Linked DNA regions of Sus scrofa: regions 2 and 3 are each linked to region 1. The links are chromatin contacts, called in public HiChIP or PLAC-seq maps. All regions are on one chromosome and are shown on one strand. Each heading gives the region's core, a stretch centred on a gene start, on an enhancer-like site or on the middle of the called end of the contact. The rest is flanking DNA. Distances are from core to core; before and after follow the strand shown. Region 1 holds the start of BTG1 (BTG anti-proliferation factor 1). Region 2 has its middle 120 kb from the start of BTG1. Region 3 has its middle 87 kb from the start of BTG1.

The links. HiChIP or PLAC-seq counts read pairs in DNA pulled down with a chosen protein or histone mark.
Region 2: an H3K27ac HiChIP or PLAC-seq map of alveolar macrophages shows a contact between it and region 1. The contact joins the enhancer-like site here to the promoter of BTG1 in region 1. A contact is called at or near these places in 5 of 47 Hi-C or Micro-C datasets (embryonic fibroblasts, heart right ventricle, liver and 2 more) and 2 of 2 datasets of contacts at active chromatin or transcription factors (alveolar macrophages and skeletal muscle).
Region 3: a contact with region 1 is called in an H3K27ac HiChIP or PLAC-seq map of skeletal muscle. The contact joins the enhancer-like site here to the promoter of BTG1 in region 1. A contact is called at or near these places in 2 of 5 promoter capture datasets (fetal liver and liver), 12 of 47 Hi-C or Micro-C datasets (alveolar macrophages, blood, brain and 3 more) and 2 of 2 datasets of contacts at active chromatin or transcription factors (alveolar macrophages and skeletal muscle).

What each region holds. Positions count from the first base shown.
Region 1 is chr5:90,813,656-90,816,863 of Sscrofa11.1, forward strand. BTG1 (BTG anti-proliferation factor 1) reads left to right here and starts at 1,539. Exons shown (of 2, transcript NM_001099936.1): 1 at 1,539-2,004; 2 at 2,968-3,208. The coding sequence starts at 1,857. The region is part of intron 3 of LOC106510428 (a long non-coding RNA gene); the gene reads left to right.
Region 2 is chr5:90,691,910-90,695,117 of Sscrofa11.1, forward strand. No RefSeq gene overlaps it. Among named protein-coding and RNA genes, the nearest start is that of BTG1, 120 kb to the right of the region's middle. Within about 2 kb of position 1,627, at least 16 of the 83 cell types and tissues checked have an H3K27ac peak or open chromatin away from gene starts, as enhancers often do. A contact at or near this core is called in alveolar macrophages and subcutaneous adipose tissue, where this site is marked.
Region 3 is chr5:90,900,197-90,903,404 of Sscrofa11.1, forward strand. No RefSeq gene overlaps it. Among named protein-coding and RNA genes, the nearest start is that of BTG1, 87 kb to the left of the region's middle. Within about 2 kb of position 1,490, at least 18 of the 83 cell types and tissues checked have an H3K27ac peak or open chromatin away from gene starts, as enhancers often do. A contact at or near this core is called in alveolar macrophages, retroperitoneal adipose tissue and skeletal muscle, where this site is marked.

The DNA.
Region 1 (3,208 bases), core at 289-2,788:
TAGAAGGAAATATTACCATTATTTTTGATGCTTTTATCCAATGAAAGTACTTTCACAAGTCATGCTTTTAATACTATTTCTTAAAGTATTTATTTCACATATAACTACATAATTATTTTGTGTGAATGAAAAAATAACCTCAAAGTTGTTTCAAGCCCAGTTTTACATATTTCATGTGAACAATAAGATTTTTCCTTCTACTGCTTTATAGCAAATTCTACTTTTGCTTCATTTCTATACCCTTTGGCACAGTATTAAAACAAAACAAAACAAAACCTCAAAGTGGTGTGTTTTGCAATATTGATGACCAGCTAAGCTCAGGATATTTATTTCCATCTGGTAGAGTTCAACTTCTGCCTCTTGTTTGCTTTCTCCATCTGGCCGGCTCACCATCTTTTTTTTCTCCTCCTTAATGGAGTTCTGGTTAACCCTCTCTTAGGCCTAATCGTTTTAGCAAGTTCACGCCTTCCTATTTTTTCCTAGTTCAGCAAGTAGGGCTTAACTAAACAAATATCTGAGCAAATTTTATCTTTATTTTCTTGTTTTTATAAAGAGCAACAGAACTCTAAGGCTCAAACAGTTCAGTGGATTAGGAAAAAAAGGAAACAACCTTCTGTTTTGTGCAAAAAAGATGTAAAATGCATTATATAGGTTTCTTTTCTTTTACTAAACTTGTTATAATTACATTTATATTCAATAGCAGCCTTTCTTATCAGTTTTAAGCTGGTCAGTAAGGTCTCCACTTTTCTCTGACTCCTCAAGTTACTGAAACAGCAACCACAAAAGGCTTACTAACCTTTATTTATTTTGCAATTAAACTTTGACAAAGACATGCCCCAACCCTCCGCAAGGGTGGAAGGGAAACGGCTCCGAGGCGTTGGCTGCATGTTTGTGAGAACTGGGTTCCGAAAGCTGCAGGATGCCCCGCGAGAGCCGGTTCCCTCCACTTTTCCCCGCACTCCCAGCTTCCTCAGCACGGGTACCCGCATCCCGCTGCTCTGTATGCTCTTCCTTCCTGTGGAGCCAGGCACGTAGACTCAGCGTGGTGACGGGTTGTAAACACCGAGTACGCGAGCCGGCAGGTGCCTTGAGGCCAGATCCGTGCCGCAGGCGCGCGTGTAGACAGCCTGAGCGGGGCTGCTTTTATCTGCACAGCTCTGTCTCCTCGAGGCGAGCCCAGGCAGCGAACGCTTGCAGAGGATGCGCTGGCGCAGCTCCAGGAGTTGTTGGAGCAGGAAGGAGGAGTTAGGGCTAGGGGCGGGGCTTTCACACGCGCACCCTCTGTTTCCTCCATCCCGTTTTCCCCCCCGCTGGGCCGCCACTCGGGGGTTTATTTGTTTACAAGCGGATTACGTCAGCTCCTCCCTCTCCTCCCGGTCTCTGGGCACGCCCCCTGGCCCCTTTTCCCGCCCCCTTCGGCTCAGAATCTGCTTGCATCACAATGGTGCGATCTCCGGATTGGCTGGAGTCGTCCGTCACGCTCCAGCTACGCCACTTCCTTTTCTCTGCGCTATAAAAAGTGCCGCACGGCCGCTGCATCTCTTTGCCCGTCTGAGCTGGAAATGCAAGTGTTTGGAGCTTCGGAGGCTGCGGAGCTGGAGGCGGAGGCGGCCGGGGCGGTCCGAGCGATGTGACCAGGCCGCCGTCGCTCGTCTCTTCCTTTCTCCTGCCGCCTCCTGTCTCGAAAATAACTTTTTACTATAAAGAAGGGAGGAGAAAAAAGTAGCCGTCCACCGCTCACGCTCTCTCCCCCTCTCAGCCCACTGACCTGTGAGGGAGCCCGGGGTGGCCGCTCCGCCGTCGGGGCCGCACCGCCGAGCCCCGGCCGCCCCGGGCCGCCCCCGCCTGCCGCCCCCATGCATCCCTTCTACACCCGGGCCGCCACCATGATAGGCGAGATCGCCGCCGCCGTGTCCTTCATCTCCAAGTTTCTCCGCACCAAGGGGCTCACGAGCGAGCGACAGCTGCAGACCTTCAGCCAGAGCCTGCAGGAGCTGCTGGCAGGTGAGCGGGCGGCGGCAGGGCGGGGGGCGCCGAGGGACGCGGTGGCACATCTCTGGGCCGGGCCGTCGGGGACGCGGGAGTCTTGGCGGCACTGTGGGCAGGTCGCGCTCGGTTCCGGCAGCGGGACCGTGACTGGCGCGCCCGGCTGCCGCTAACGGCGGGTCCGGGACAGGGTTTGGGGGTGGGCCAAGGGCGCCCCCTCCCCCCACGGCTGGCAGACCAAGGGGACAGGAAAACAGACGCACAACAAAGAAACTGAAGCCGACCGAGGCGGGAGCCGCCGTCCTCGGACGGTCCGCGCATTTGGGGGACAAAGGAGCCGCCGGGCTAGGGTGGATTCGACGCCCCCTCCCCCCCATCCCGTCTAACCGTTGCGGGCCCGACGGCCGGGCCACGGGATGGGAAGGCGCGCCGCTGCCAGGGAGCCAGCCCGGGCCGGACGTGCAGTCTCTCCGCGCCTCCTACCCCTGTCCATTAATCATCGGATTTGTCACCGGTACAATTACTGCCCTGCCCAGAGCGTGGTTTAGGATGGCTTGTTCCATTCCCTTCGGGGCGAACAGTCCAGTGGCGCTCCTCTTCGAAGCCATAAACCCCATTGTGTGTGCGGCTGGGGTGGGGTGGAGAAAGTAAACAGGTTCCCGCCTGGCCACCGGTGCCACCCCGCTGCCCGGCTGGCGGAGGCTGCCCGCCGGATTGCCGTTTTGGCAACTCAACCGGTTGGTTCCCGGAGATTGTTCTGTACGGTGTACTACTGTTATTTCTCAAACCCTGCCCGCTCATTCCCCATCGCCTTACATGGACAGCCGCGGATTCAATGCTGGGTTTTTTTTTTTGTTTTTTTTTTTAAAGAAAGTTGCTAGTTTGCATTTTCCCTCAACGAAGCCAGCCGAAGAAAGAAACTACAGCGGGAGCCAGCAGTAACGATATCTAAGCGCTGTTTCTGTTTTTTTTCTTCTATAGAACATTATAAACACCACTGGTTCCCAGAAAAGCCGTGCAAAGGATCAGGTTACCGTTGTATTCGCATCAACCATAAAATGGATCCTCTGATTGGACAGGCAGCACAGCGGATTGGACTGAGCAGTCAGGAGCTGTTCAGGCTTCTCCCAAGTGAACTCACTCTCTGGGTTGACCCTTACGAAGTGTCCTACAGAATTGGAGAGGATGGTTCCATCTGTGTGCTGTACGAAGCCTCACCAGC
Region 2 (3,208 bases), core at 377-2,876, 120 kb before region 1:
ACTTACCTGCCTTATTTTTCTTTACCTAGTTCCACCTGGCATGTATGCTATTATTTGCTACTTATTGATTGTTTATTAGCTTCTGCTAGGATCTAAATTCTTCCATGGTAAAAAAAAAAAAAAAAATGTCTTTTTTTCACTGTTTCATCTCTAGATATTAGGACAAATCTGGCATCTGACAGCCTTCCAATACATAATGAATTTTAATGAATTAATATATTTGAGCTGAGAGAAAAGGACAAAAGACCCCAGGCAGAAGAAACCAGCACCTACAAAGGAATAAATTTGGTCTGTTGAAAACAGGAGCGAGCAAACTTATAGCCTAGGGACTAAATCTAGGCTGCCACTTGTTTTTTGGAGTAAAGTTTTATTGAAATATAGCCTGGCTCATTCATTTACACTACTGTTTATGAATGCTTTCATTCTACCACAGCAGAGTTGAATAGTTATGAAAAGACCTTACGGCCTGCAACCCTGAACAATTTACTCTGTGGCTTTTTACAGGAAAAGTTTGCCAACCCTTGGTCTGAAGGGTGGCATGCATGGCGGACCTGCTGGGAGATGGGAAGAGTTGGTGAGGGCAAGCTGGAATGGGTTTATGTGAGTTTGGAGTCACATGTAAGTCAAGAGAGAGTGAGACAATGGGTGCTTTTAGGCAAGGGAGTCCCTAAAAGGCAGGAACTCTGTAATGTACCTTGCGTCCAAAAGAGTGCTTTCTGTTTAAACCAGGTATCCCACTGGCAGCTGATGCCAAGACTCCTGCCTTAATGTCACTGCCATGTGTGGGATTAGCTCTTGATATAAGAACCAAAAGGAGGAGAAAAATCCCTTTGCTTCGCCCCACCCCCATACTCTGTGTTGGCCTAGAAATTATCTTTCTCTTGTGGCGAGTCTGATACAGGCGGCTCCAACAGAATCCATTCTTGCCTCTAGGTAACTGGTCTCCTCTGATCTCAAGACTCTCAGAAACATGAGGTTGGTTCTAGGGTCACCAGGAGACTTGTGTCTTCTCAGATTTGTCGGTCCTGCTTTAGGAAGTTTCCGGAATTTGGAAACTTCAGAATTGCGTCTATAGGGGGTGACAAGAAAATCGCTAAATTGTCCGTGGCTTGACAGCTCATCAGACCTTTTCCAAGTTCCCTCAGCCATGATTTGTCAGACTTCGCCACTGGCTTAAGGTCAAAAGATGCTGATCCGTTTTGCTTTTACTCAGACTGGATTTCACAATAAAGCGGCCTTTCCCCTGCTGTCTTTGGTGCTTATGATTTTAGCTCCAGCCAGACCCTACGTAAGGGCAGGAGTAGATTTTGAAGGGGAAAAAAAGGGAACAAATGTGTTCTGAATTTCACAGAACAAAGTGGAGCTCTGGCTTGGGGTGGAGCTTGGGAGTAGCTGCCCCCACCCCTCTTCCCTCTGAGAACGCGGTAGTGAAATCAGGTCTGCTTCAGTGAAGCTGTGGCATTTGGGTTTAATTTGATAGATCCCGAAGTGCCTACTTCGGTTTGAGACTCGGTTCTGGCTTGACTTTTTTTTGCCCATCGCTTAAAGTGTATGTGTAAGCAGAGGAAGCCAAGTTTCCACTTGTATATACTGAATCCTTCAGCCAGAAGCCCACAGCCCTTAGAACAGCTCGTGTCGTTTATTGGCTGGCCTTTAAAAACTCAGAGTATGGGTTAACTGAAAAGTGATAGGTTATCATTTGAAGAAGGAAGTGGAAACTTCCAAAGAGACAACAGTCTAGCACTAAGCCAGAGAAACAGAACGTTGATTTCTGCTATAGCCTTTGGGACCCGCTCTTTCTTCTGGCTTTAGAGTAGATCAGAACTTTTTTTTTCTTTTTTGGTTTAATTTAATACTTCAACGTTCAGGAAGGAACCAGATCAAGCTTTTCTAGGCATTATCGGCCTGGGATGTGCTGAATCAATTGCAGGCTTCATTTTGTAGGAGTCGGTATCAATGGATGGGGTGCTAGCTCAGCCCTTTTGAAAGTAACAGACGGCGTTGGCTCCAATAATTACATTAAGATCGTGGATACACACTTGCCTTGGGGATTTGGAGTTCGGCTTAATCAAATCTGGATTTGACATTTCACAGCCCACATCAAGGATTTCTACAAAGGAACATCAGAGAATTGCCAGCTCTGCTTTTGGTCTGACTTAGTGCCTCCTCCTGGGTAACTGAGCAGGCCTTGTGCTCATCTTGTTGATACTTTGGCTGCATCTCTGCCCAGCTGCACAGCGCTCAAAGCTTCTGCAGGTCATAGTTTCCTGCCATCCGTGGAAAGGCATTTATTTAGTGCCGGCCATGCCCCAGGGCCCCGGGCTAAGATCTGGGATAGATGCGGTGGGGAACGGGACTAACGGGACTCTGAGCTGTGTTCGTAAAATGTGACAAACAGTAAGAGCGACAGAAGCTCCCCTGTGGCTGAAAAGCGATGAGATATTCTTATTCACTCATTACTGCCACGTCCTGGTAGACAATGCCCACCCTGGAGGAGTTTACAGCCCAGTCCAGAGGTTCTCGACTCTAATCGCCCAGGAAGTCCCAGGAATGCCGATTTCCAAGGGAAACAAGGCATCTGCCCTTCTTATAGGCAGATATTTTTGAGGCACTTGTCCTTCGGACCATGCTTTGAGAACTACTGATAAAAGTACAAGTAATGTGAACAAAGCATTGTGAAAATAGCACAATAAGTGCTACACCTGTCACAGTGGAGGCTCAACAGTAGAAGGGCACAGCCCTGATTCGGAGGCCAGAGAAGGTTTCTGAGACGAAGATCTGGATCTTACAGGATGATGGAGGGTTTCATGGGGCAGACAGTGCTGCCGCGGGTGCAACGGCTGGGAGGGGAAGAGCGTGCCAGGCTGAGAGGAGAGCAGGTGAAGGACACCAACGTGGAGCAAGTAGACCTGTTTAGGTGCCCTGTGCGCATAGAGCTGGGAGGGAGAGTGAGGGAATTTGGGCCTAGAAAGCGGGCTGGAGGGAGCTCATGGAAGATCTTGAAAGACAGTGTCGGACTGAGAAATCATTAGTGAGAAACCACTTTGCAGCAGGGCAGTCACGTCATCATGTGCATCTCTTGCAGAGGCGTCGGGTGGCAGCGTGGTGTTGGGCGGGAGGCAGTGGAGGAGACAGGCTGCAGTTAGGAGGTCCTCTCTGGGGGTCCTTAAGTGTAAAAACATCAGGCTTGTTGCCAGGATAGGCAGGC
Region 3 (3,208 bases), core at 240-2,739, 86 kb after region 1:
CTGCATGAGAGGTCCACTAACTAGTACTAACTAGTATGGGCCAGGTTTGTAACTTGATCTTCAGAGTTCCCATGATGTTTCCTGAACCCAGTTTCTGTCCTGCCCCTAAATGCCATTCTGGGGAAATAAAGAGGGAGTGGGGACATTTATTTATTTATTTATTTGTCTCTTCTATGGCCACACCCGCGGCATATGGAGGTTCCCAGGCTAGGGGTCCAACTGGAGCTACAGCTGCCGGCCTATGCCAGAGTCACAGCAGCGCGGGATCCGGGCCATGTCTGTGACCTACGCCACAGCTCGTGGCAATGCTGGATTCTTAACCCTCTGAGCAAGGCCAGGGATCGGACCCGAAACCTTATGGTTCCTACTCGGATTCCCTAACCACTGAGCCACAGTGGGAACTCCAGGAGTGGGGACATTTAAAGTCTGGCCTTTATCCAAATGTGACTGAGTTGCCTGAAGCAACTGTTTAGGAGTTCGCTTGTGGCACCGCTTGTGGGTTAAGGATCCAGTGTTGTCCCTGCAGCAGCACAGGTCACTGCTATGGCGTGGGTTCGATCCCTGGTTGGGGAATTCTGCATGCAGCAGTCATGGCCAAAAATAAATAAATAAATAAAGTGACTGTTTACTTTCTATGATCAATCTGAGATAACAAGACTGGACTAAATTTTACTTTCCCCCCACCCCTGCTTGCAAGAGCACAGGGTCTCCTGAGGAAGAACAGAGGAGCTGTAGCCTAAATAAAGAGCAGTTTTGGCACAAATGTTCTCTGCATAGCTGAGTATTGCGTTTAGCAGTTTTATGACCCACTATGTGAGTACTTAACTACAATACAACGTGGAAAGTGATAAACACAGCGTACATAAGTGCTCTGGGAATTCAGAGGAATTATTTCAGCTAATTCAGGAAAGGCTTTGTGGAGTAGATAGAATTAGAATTGTTTCTCTCTCCAACATTTGATTTTGAAAAATTTAAAACAGGCAGAAAAAGGGAAGAGTTATACAGTGAATGCCCATATACCCTTCAGTGAAATTCAACGTTTAGTAATATCTTGGTATATTTGCTTTCCCCCATGTGTTAAAAATATGTACATATATACATATACATATTATATATTTTTCAGAAGCATTTGAGAGTAAGTTACAGATATCATGGCACTTGATTCTTGAATCATGTGCCTCCCTTGAGAACGAGGAACCACAACAGCATTGTAGCTAAAGAAAATGAAGAATCATGGCTGAGCTGGATTTTGGAGACAAGGTAGAGTTTGGGTTTGGAAGGACCAGTGGTAGGTCCTCTTGGGCAGAGGGCTCAGGGTGAGTCCAAGCCTAGATGTAGTGACCTATTTTCATGCCTTTATCTGACAGGAAATGTCTCCTAGACCAGAAAGCCAAAGTGATTTGCAAAAGACCACAAAGGTAGTTTGGAATGGAGCTGGGAACCAGCAGCAGCATTTCCTGCTCCCTTTTCCACTGCTCACCACCACACTCCTCTTCCTGGCACAGTGCTAAAATTAGAACACGACACTCTTGGTTCCTACACAGGGCTACCTTTAAATCAGTCTCAGTTAAAAAAGCTTTTTGGATGGCACCTTTCTGTGTGGGTTTCCAAGATGTTGCCAACCCAAATCCTGCCAGTTCTCCTGGAAGATCCAGGTTTAAACAGGTGGAGAAATAGAAATAGCAATGACTAACTTCACAAGAAATCGTGGAAAAAGCCAGAAGTAATGTCCCAGCTTCCCGGAAGAAAGCAATGCTGTCCTCTGTGCTGGCCTCAGCTCTGCGCTAACCCCCTGGCGTTGATGGCCCAGGGCACCCGGCCTCTCCTCCGCTTCTCACAGCCAAAGAGGATCCAGTAGACACAGGAAGGTGGCTGGGCTGTGAATCCAGACTCTTGAGTACTGCCCTGCCTCTGCCTCTGCCTCTGCCTCTGATGACTTGGCACAGTGGATCTCAATCAAGGGTGCCTTTGTCCCCCAGTGAATGGTTGGCTCTGGCTGGAGACATTTTTGGTTGATGCAGCGGCAGGGCTGTTGGTGGCATCTGGTTGATAATGGCCAGGGATGCTCCTAACTGTCCCACAGGGCCTAGGACAGCCCCCAACAACAAAGGATTACGTGGTCCAACATGTCAGGCGTGCTGAGGTTAAGATGCCGCCTTGGACAAGGCGGTACTTCACTCCTTCATGTGCTCACTTGGAAATGGGGGCAGCTGAGCTGGCCTGGTGGTTTTCCATCTTGATGGTACTGAAGAATCCCCTAAGATGCTTATGAAAAAAGGCAGGTTTCTGGTCTCATCTTCAGGGACGCCATGGTCGGTCCACAGGGCACACCTTGAGAAGTGCCGTTCTGGATGGTTTCTAAGATCTTTCTCTGTCCTCCGGTTTTCCATTTCTAAAGATGCAGATGAGCAGCAAATGTAGATAAGAGCTCCTGCCTGAGCACTAGGTGAATACAGTGGCGTGAAATGATGAGCCTCCTCAAAACCCTCCTCACACACGCATGTACCTCCGCTCCCACAGTCCCGCAGAGGGGTCAGTGTGTATGTGGTGAGGCTGGAGAACAGCCCATCTCTCCAGCTTGGTGGAATTTCCAGGCAGGGGGACTGCCTTTCACTTCCTCCCAGGTGCCGTGCTTTCTCCTGCCTTTGGCTCTTTCCCATTTGCTGAGCTCTGTCTGCCTCTTCCCCCTTCTACTCCAACGCATGGGCTTTGGCTAGACTTACTCATCCTTCAGGTCACAAGCTCGCCGTCACTTCCTCAGGGAAACCCCCATCACTTCCCACCATCGTTCTCATTGCACATCCTGCGGTTGCTTCTATTTAAACAGATCCGTCAGCCCTGCTAGACTGTAAGCTTTGCCACGGTTCGTTCAGCACTGTCCTTCGAAGGTGCTGCTAATTGCCAGCCCCACACAGTGCCTGACATTTTAGAAGGGCTCAGCGAATGTCTGTTGAATGATGAAATGATTGATTGACTGACTGATAGGAGGAGATAAATAAAGACGAATGGGATAGTGATTACAAACAGAGGATACGTAACTTATGAGATCCACCTTGTACGGAAACTCGGCTTGGCCTGGTTAGGGAGCAGGTGTCATTGAGTGGAGCCATGTAACGTACTCGCTCTAACTGGACCTTCTCATCTTTCCTCTGTGGTGCCACCTCATTTGTATGAAAATCTTTTATGTTTGTTTGTTTGTTTGTTTGTT